3 separate regions of the Zea mays genome follow, and all the other regions are linked to region 2. A link is a contact called in public Hi-C data. All regions are on one chromosome and are shown on one strand. The core of a region is the stretch at or near the end of the contact, and the rest is flanking DNA. Distances in the headings are between cores, read along the strand shown. Region 1 holds the start of LOC103633219 (DNA repair protein RAD16). Region 2 holds the start of LOC103633215 (rab3 GTPase-activating protein catalytic subunit). Region 3 holds the start of LOC100272356 (DNA-binding bromodomain-containing protein).

The links. A called contact is a pair of places that touch in the nucleus more often than the background predicts.
Region 1: a Hi-C map of tassel shows a contact between it and region 2, with 4 times the contacts expected there. The contact joins the promoter of LOC103633219 here to the promoter of LOC103633215 in region 2. A contact is called at or near these places in 3 of 25 Hi-C or Micro-C datasets (ear, leaf and tassel).
Region 3: a Hi-C map of leaf shows a contact between it and region 2, with 3 times the contacts expected there. The contact joins the promoter of LOC100272356 here to the promoter of LOC103633215 in region 2. A contact is called at or near these places in 13 of 25 Hi-C or Micro-C datasets (ear, endosperm, leaf and 3 more).

What each region holds. Positions count from the first base shown.
Region 1 is chr7:161,582,918-161,585,906 of Zm-B73-REFERENCE-NAM-5.0, forward strand. It overlaps LOC103633219 (DNA repair protein RAD16), which reads left to right and starts at 1,666. Exons shown (of 15, transcript XM_008654914.4): 1 at 1,666-2,003; 2 at 2,105-2,989. The coding sequence starts at 1,991.
Region 2 is chr7:161,448,222-161,451,160 of Zm-B73-REFERENCE-NAM-5.0, forward strand. It overlaps LOC103633215 (rab3 GTPase-activating protein catalytic subunit), which reads left to right and starts at 1,403. Exons shown (of 13, transcript XM_008654909.3): 1 at 1,403-1,763; 2 at 1,879-2,003; 3 at 2,675-2,796. The coding sequence starts at 1,433.
Region 3 is chr7:161,691,151-161,694,293 of Zm-B73-REFERENCE-NAM-5.0, forward strand. LOC100272356 (DNA-binding bromodomain-containing protein) reads left to right here and starts at 1,501. Exons shown (of 9, transcript XM_008652814.3): 1 at 1,501-3,143. The coding sequence starts at 2,844.

The sequences.
Region 1 (2,989 bases), core at 416-2,915, 130 kb after region 2:
AGATTCGACCCCAGCTTCGGAGGAACGCCCACGTCGCCCGGCCTCGGGCGCGGGCCCGCCCACGTCAACAGAGAGCGCCATCATCACTCTACCCCGAGACGACTCGGGCCGAAGAGAACAAGACCGGTGTCCCATCCGGCCAGCTCCGCCAGATAGGCAATGATGGCGCCCCGCGTGCCCTGTGACGACGGCGGCTCTCAGCTCCCTTACGGAAGCAGGGGGACGTCAACAAAGACTCGACCGCTCCGACAGCTGTCCCTCCGCCAAGCTCCATTGCTCCTCCGACAGCCACGACATCACACCAGCAGGGTGCCAAGATCTCTCCGGCTGCCACATTGGCATGTACTTAGGGCGCTAGCTCTCCCTCCGCTAGACACGTAGCACTCTGGTACACCCCCATTGTACACCTGGATACTTTCCTTACACCTATAAAAGGAAGGACCAGGGCCTTCTCAGAGAAGGTTGGCCGCGCGGGACCGAGGACGGGACAGGCGCTCTCTTGGGGCCGCTCGCTTCCCTCACCCGCGTGGACGCTTGTAACCCCCCTACTGCAAGCGCACCCGACCTGGGCGCGGGACGAACACGAAGGTCGCGGGACTTCCACCTCTCTCACGCCCGTCTCCGACCACCTCGCCTCTCCCCCCTTCGCGCTCGCCCACGCGCTCGACCCATCTGGGCTGGGGCACGCAGCACACTCACTCGTCGGCTTAGGGACCCCCCGGTCTCGAAACGCCGACAGTGGGGTATGGATCTCTACCCATACCCGTACCCGTCGGGTATCCGTTATCCGGCGGATACACGTTACCCGCTCGCCCACTACAATTTTAGCATTCAACATCAACAACAATTTTATCACATTTCAAAAACAGTTATCATTCTAGCACACCAAATGATAATTTCAACACCAAACAACATGTCATGGATAAAAAATGAAAAATGAGAATTAAGGATAATATATTAAATCCGGATTGCCCAAATTTCAGACATCCATTGGGTAACGGGTATGGATACTGGATATCTATACCCGCGAAAAAATATCCATGGATACCTTATTATATCCATAACCGTACCCGTGGATACCAAATTCCACCATATCCATATCCAATGGATAATTATCCGCAGTTATTTACATATACCCGTACCCATTGCCATCCCTAAACTAAACTGCTGCAGTATATAAGCCTCTTCTATATTATACTGCGTATATTTTAGGCATGTTTGGGACAGCTCCAGCTCCAAAAAATTTGGTGTAGCAGGTCATTAGGTGTTCCATAAAATTGTGAAGTTAGAGCCGTAAGCCTTTAGAAAACATTTAGATAAGTCATCTTGTTTATTATTTAGATTTAAAACATTTTGAAAACTATTTAAATTGATATTATCAACTACAGCTCCACACCAGAGGCTCTAGTAGGGCTCTCTAGGATCCGAAACGGAAGGAGGGGCTTGAGCCTGCTCGTCCCACCGTTAGATCGGCCTCTGGTTGCGGTAATAGAAAACCATCATTTTCTATATTCTAAAACCCTATATTTTTTTATCTTCTTTTGTACACAATCTCTATGATACTTATTTTTCTTCACAGGTTATCATCAAAACTTTCCGAAAAAGGCTGAAGAAAAACCCTTTAAAACTGAATCAAACATGCCCACTGGAGGCTCTAGTAGGGCTGTTCGCACAAGCCACAGGACAGACGACCAGCGTGCACCCGACCAAGCGAACAGGAAGCGCCGCCTCTGCCGACCGGGCCAGGGGCCTCCTTCCGCAGGCCGCAGCACACTTCCCCGCTCCGCTGACCCGGCCAGCCACAACCCACAAATGGAAGCGGGCTCCTTCCCCAGCAAGTTCCCGCCAATTCCCGCGGGCGACAAAACCTAGTATCCTACCAAATCTCCGCCCCAAAATCCCCCAAACCACCCTTCCAATCCCCAGTCCTAATCACTCCACCCACTCGGCCGCTTCTCCTTTCCTCCCGCGCCACCGCCTTCGCGCCGCCATGACGCGCCGAGGCAGGAACCCCTCCTCCAGTGAATCGCCGCCTAACCTGAAACCCCCATCGCTAACCTAGCATTTTCCGCGGGAACCCTAACCATCGTCGCCTCCATTGCAGGATCCAGTAGCGGCCGCCGGCGCCGCCGCGACCAGGAGGATGAGGACGACCTCCCCTCTGACGACACCTCCGACACCGATTTCGTCGCCGACTCCGGGGACGCGGTGGAGAACGACGACAGCGACGAGGAGTTCGCGCCCGATAAGGACACCCCGCCCGCGCCCGCGGTGCCCGAGGCGGCCCTGCCGCCGCCGGTGCCGATCCGGATTAAGAATCAGGCGCGGAACAGGAGGGAGAAGAGGAGGCGAGGTAAGAAGGCGAGGAGGGACGCGCCGCCCCTGCCATGGGAAGAGTGGCAGGTGGCAAACGACAGTTGGCTCGACGAGCGGAACGCAGCCGACGGGGGCGTCGAGGCCACGGACGCCACGGTGGCGGCCGTGCCGACCGCGGACCCGGCCCCGGAGGTGGTGCTCCGATTGCTGCGTTTCCAGAAGGAGTGGCTCGCTTGGGCGCTCGCGCAGGAGGCGTCCGTCACGCGGGGCGGCATCCTCGCCGACGAGATGGGGATGGGGAAGACCATCCAGGCTATCTCGCTCGTCCTAACCGCGCGCCGCCTCCGGCCCCCGGACCATCACTCCGCCGCCTCCTCGTCCAACTCCTCGGTGGGCCGCACCAAGCCCCAGGTCGGGTGCACGCTGGTCGTCTGCCCTGTGGTGGCCGTCATCCAGTGGACTGAGGAGATCGAACGCCACACTGCTAGTGGCAGCGTGCGCGTGCTCATCTACCACGGTGCCAAGCGTGTCACTCAGAGTTTCGATTTCAACAGCTATGACTTTGTTATCACCACCTACTCTACCATTGAGGCGGACTACCGGAAGCACATCATGCCGCCCAAGACTCGGTGCCAATACTGCAATAAATTGTTCTACCCCAACAAGATGAAGG
Region 2 (2,939 bases), core at 153-2,652:
TCTCAGATTAATTAGGCCGCATAAATACTGCTATTAGTGCTGAACTATGTCTACATCTGTCCTTGGTTTGATATGATCCCTTCTGTTTATTTTTCTGCAACATAATTGTTCTCACTTGTTGGAACCTATTTGGAAGTAAATTATGATTATAGTTTCTAGGTGATACTATGATTTATAGGAACACCATAATATTTTGTGTCATAAGGTGTATGGTTTGCATTGATTTTAATTATAGTATTTTGCATAACATGGTGTTTTTAGAGTATTGAAAACTTCATTTCATTATGAAGTTTTTATTTTTCTGAGGCAATATAAAGTTTTTATAATATGGCTAGCTTTTACATAAATACTATGGTATAATGTTATACTCAAATAGTAGCTAGTATTTTTTTAGTTGGCTAAACTATGATACTACCGTGATAATTATAAAGTGCAGTTGTAAAATCATAATTTTAACAAACATTATTACCATCTGCCAAGCTTTTATAATGGAGGTAGAGTCGTGTGACACTTTGCTACACTGCTCAGATCTCCTTATTAAAGTATCACATGGTTGGATCATGTCCGACTTCAATTACATGTTCTCACTGCTGTCACATGCTTATACAAGAGTGGTTACCTTTATATTTAATTTTAAATAAAAAATATTTTAGCTCTTCTAATTCTCTCCAGTCTTCGCGCTCCCAAACTAGTCCGAAGAGATGGAAAGATTTTGGGAGGAGTTTCGAAAAATTACCAACACAATATGTGCGGGTTCGAGTTGAGCCATTCGCTTTCGCTGAGACTGGAACTTCACTGCTCGGTTCGTGGTGAAATCTTCCAGAATTCCCGGCCGTTAAAATTTGGTCGCTGATTGACTCTGTCTATCGCGCACACGGTTCTGTCGGTGATTATTGTCGTACCTTGACTAAAAAGGGTGTAGCAGATGATCAGCCGGGAAGAGGTCCCAGATGGAGTCCTGAGCAGTGAAGAAAGCTTGTACGTGCTCGCGTGACACGAAACCGAGGAATTTTACATGAGCAGAGAAATGTTCAAATGGCATCGTGATTGCAGCGCGAAAGCGACGCTGTGATCTCAACGGCTCCGTAAACAAACACACACACACACACACCACGGAAAGCTATGCCATTTTCTTCTACAAGCATGTGTAGCCAAGTTACAAAAGACAAATGGCGTACTTTCTAAACACGAGTATATCCATCAACGAAAGACAAACCACGTCTTTTTTGGTTGCATAGTGTGTGTGTAGTATACGGCCTGAGATCCCGATGCGTCTTTGACGTCTTCGTAATTCATACACCATGAAACTTCCCTCGTGCCAGATACATCGCCATCATCAGCTGCTGACCCCTTCAAAGTGATAGTGCCCTATAAATATACCAGATCAAGCAAGGACACGGTAGAAAAACAGCTCAAAAAACTCACACAAGCCATGCCCATGTCCACGATGCCACCACCACCGCCGCCCCATCACAGCCCAGCCATCCAACGGCCGAGCACGACCGGATCGGACGTGCCCCTGAATTTCCACCGCTGCCACTACCAAATCCCGTTTTTTAAAATCAAAATACAAGGCTCCCTTCTTCCAGTCCCCCGTGCTCCGGCTCCCCTTCCTCCGCATGTTCCCACCTCCTGCGCGGCCCCGGGTCACTGCCAGGTAGGCCACACCATGCAGCCGCCGCAGTCGCTGGTGTCCCGCGCGCGCACCGCGATCCACTCCGCCGCCGCCCGCGTGCTCACCGACATCAAGGCCGACCTCCGAGGTACGTGTGCCGTCGGCGCGGGGTCCTCGCGCTCGCTGTTCGCTCTCGCTTCCGAATCTGATGAGCTCCCGGGCGGGGGATGGGGTGGGATCGGTTGTGGTGGGTGGGGGCGCAGATGCCGAAGGATCCGGCGGGCGTAGCCGGGCGCCGTCGCCGAGGACGTCTCTGGATCGGGAGGCCGCCGAAGCGAGCGCCACGGGGCGGGAGCCGGACGTGAAGCCGCCGTCGCCGCGTGATGAGGTACGGGGTTCTTGTCGTTCTACTCCTCCAACTGGGTGCTGCTCCATTCAGTCCGGTGCTCGCGCGGGTTGGTGGTAATGGTGCTGAATCCGAGCAGTTGAGCTGATTGTGACGGAGAGATTGGTGAATTGATGTCGACTTGTGGTGGAAGTGGTTGCTGTTCCAGGCAGTTGAACTGCTATTGGCTTGTGTGCTTCTCTGTTCTCACAGTGTGGCTCAGCAGAATCGTGAAGCTCTGGATTCAAGCTTTGCGGAGGCTTGTTAGAAAATCAAGGCCTTTCAGTTAGTAGTAGTTACCCTGTCACTTCTTTGTTGGGCTTTGTCAATGCTCCAGGGTGTAGATTCCATGGAAGCATATGGCTGTGTGTGCTGAGCCTCCCCTGAGCAATTTTTTTATGACGAACTGGGGCAGTTGGGTGTGTTAAACACAGCCAAATGGAGCATTCGGTTCTGGTGGATTGGACTGGATATTGAGTTTGCGGGAGCTGTTAGGGACAATATTCATAATTCTGCAGTTAGTATCGAAACCCCCTTTTTTTTGTTAAGTACACAAAAGGCCTCTTTGTTGGATGCTTAAATTCTCTATTTCATTTCATTTCTTGTTATAAGCACAATTGGCTATTTAATCAGCTGGATCTTCACGTATGCTACTCAAAACTTCGTGGTCCCAGGTCCTAGAAATAAGCCCCCCAGAGAACGAGGATTCCTCAAGCATACCAACTGAATCAACCTGTTCAACAAAACTGACCTTTCCTCCAGCTTCAATAGTTAAACAACTGGTGTCTGCCATTGAGTAAGTTCATGTTCCTTAGCAAGCATTGCAGTGCACCTCATCCAGCATAATATTCAAAATATATGGAACTGTTTAAAACAAGCTAAATTATCATTTTTTTTCATTCCTACAATAATACCATTTGTCCATTTTTTTAAGGGTAA
Region 3 (3,143 bases), core at 251-2,750, 240 kb after region 2:
TTTTTACGGTCATAGTTACTGTTGCTGGGGTCAGATACGACCAGCGTGATTTTTTTTTCTTATCTTCGAATTCAAAAACCAATCAAAAGCAAATGAAAAACGGCAGCACGCGTGTGTCGGAGTTACTATTACTTATCAGTTTCTCGCACGGTCGCACCCTACTTGCCTACTACAGCTGTATTAGATATGTCTAGATGTCTATGTATCTGCTTCAACTCGTATGTCTTGGAACGAATTAAAAAAACCTTAGGCTTCGTTCGTTTAGAGGAACTAATCTTTAGTCTCTATTTTATCAAACAGAAAACCTAGTAGAAGCTAATTGACTTTAGTCTCTACTCCCTCATATTGGTGTTAAAAGGGACTAAATGATAGTATTAATTATTGCCCTTGCCTAGAAAACTAGCATGAAAGGAAAAAAAATGATATTTTGGTTTTTTATGTGTTGCATTTAATGTATTTAGAATCTGTTCAGTCTCTATAACCAAATATGGTATGGACTAAAGTTTAGTCCAGAGACTAAACTTTAGTCTAAGACTAATAGAGCTACACAAGGCCTTAAATTTAATCTTCACTCTAATCTATATTTACATTTATGGATACATACATGGACGCCCAAACGTCCCCTAAATAGAAACCAAGTTACAGCTATCAGAAATTCCTAACTGGGCCGAGAGCTATTTTCTACTTGCAGTATTCTGTACGCCAGTCCAAGCTACCCCATCATTATCCCACTATTCATTTCAAATTTCACTCTATAAAAAAATACAATCTACACTACAAAGTAGTGCAACACAATTTTTATACGGTTATATACATCTACTGACCGCAACCTAATTATTCAGGGGAAGAGTTATATGTAGCTCATCTATCTGCTAGAGCCAAAATTGAGAAGGGTGGCCCAAAAGCAATGCATGACTCTAAAACAGTGATCACGCTTAATTAATCACAACCGCCAAACCTACCACTTTGCGACATCTATACCACTGTTACATCAGATTTTATTTCTTTGCTGACAAATATACACATTTTGTTTGCGGGGTCATGGCTTAGAGCCTATTTAGATCCATGGTGCTAATGTTTTGCACCTAAGAGCAGTTTACAAGAAACAAGAAAGTAAGAGGTATTGAGCGTAGAGGGTTGTCAACTCCAAGTAGGGTGTGTTGTCAAGTGAGAAAGACTGACAATACTTTTTTAAGAAAAGATCGCAGCTGATCAACCAAAGAAATTTTAACTTTCTTATAATCTAAAGTTATTTTTCCATGATCTATATTTGTAATAAATTTTCATTAAATAGATCCTTAACTAAGGTGTAATGTTGGATCTTTTCAGTTTTAGCAGTGGTGGTGCATGGGTTGTTATTTCAGCAGGGCAAAACAGGTAGGAGACATGGATGCACATGTAGTCATGTACTCACGAATTTTTGTAAAACTAATAATTTCGACCAAATTTTCAATATATATACACCATTTATAATTTATTACTATGCACCCTTGAGTATTTGCACCTTACTCTTGATTCGCTTAGCTTTGCCACTGTATTTCATTATTACAAAAAAAATCTCCATATAATAGATACGCTGCCACCTGCCAGTAAAAATCTTGACCTACAATCTATTTTACTCAGAACATATGCACAAATAATAAAAATTGCCGCGCCTTTTGTAGTTTTGTGCTCGGCACTGAATACCGACATTTTATGTGATTGCTAGTCAAGAAAAGATTAGAAAAAAAAGCAATAGAAAATGCAAGGAGACCACGCGATATTTCCTGGTGCAAAGCAGGCTTGTGTCCCTAGCAGGCCATGTGGGAAAGGAGAAACTGGACCCCGGGAAAGACGGGCATGAATTTATTATATATCGAATATAAAAAGGACCAGAAATTGTCGTGCTGTCAGAGAAGATCGAGAGCGGTGCGGGAAAAAAATAAGAGGAGAGAGAAAATCTGAAAGCAACGCGGTCTGGCCGCTACGTAGACCTGGCCCATGCACCAAAACCTGAGATACACCTTCAGATCTCCCGTCCCGGACCTCTTTGGCGGCAAACGGACAACTCAAATATATGGAAGGAACCGGACTCGGCTGGCTCGGTGTTTGTTTGAACTCATACGCAGCGAAAGAAGTGTCTTTTTTAGCTCGGTGTTTGTTTGAATTCATACACAGCGAGAGATGAGCTTGGTGTTATCTACTACAGCTACAGGTCCAACAAATAATTAGATATTTTATTAGCTAAATCTGTTCGGATCCTTACCTAGAAGCTTAAGAGAACATTGGAGATTTATACGGCCAAAAAAGTTTTTGCAAGTGTAAAATATGAGTGGTTTACGTGGAATGCTCAAGCATGTTATAAATCCACTATATTATCGTGAACGCAGCACAAGAAAAATGTGTCTAAGTATTTAATGTAACTAGTGTATTTATAATATTTTATATCAAACCTTTTGCTCTTTAAGATGACGGTCAGTACTCCATCGACCAAACTCTGGCAGTAGTTATACGCTAATTCATTTCTGTTGTACCTAGTCGGCAATAATTCCACTCTTCCATGGACCAAGCTCATCGTCCTCCCGGAGGAGAGAGGAAGAAGAGAGCAGCAAAAGTAGCCGTAGTGGTTGGTGTGGAAGCAAGGCGAGAGAGGGGAGATAGGGATAGGAAGAGAGAGTGTGTGGAAGCTAGGAGAGAGATAGAGATGGACACGCAGAGACGCAAGCGAGAGAATTGCTAAACAAACAAAAGGAGCCGCAAGGAAGAGAAAAAAAGTGGAAAGGCGAGCAAGAAAGAGAAGGGCGGCGAACCAAACCCCAAGGAGGCCAAGACGCGGACGGCAGCAGGCAGGCAGGCAGGCAGCCATGCCGCGGACGCCGTCGCTATCGCCATCGCCGTCGCCGTCGCCGGAGAGGCACCAGCACCAGCCCGCGCGCCGGAGGGGCGGCGCAGCCCCGTCGCAGCTGGCACTCCACCACCACCACCACCACCGCGGCGGACACTCGCCGTCGCCGCCGCCCCGCCGCTCGCTCCGCCCGCGCCGCGCCGCCGCGCCCTCCTCCCGCCCGCTCGTCGACGACTTCTTCCCCTTCCCCTCCTCGCCGTCGTCCTCGCCCTTCCGCTCCCGCCAGCGGGGGCCGTCGCCGGAGCCGTCCAGCTCCGAC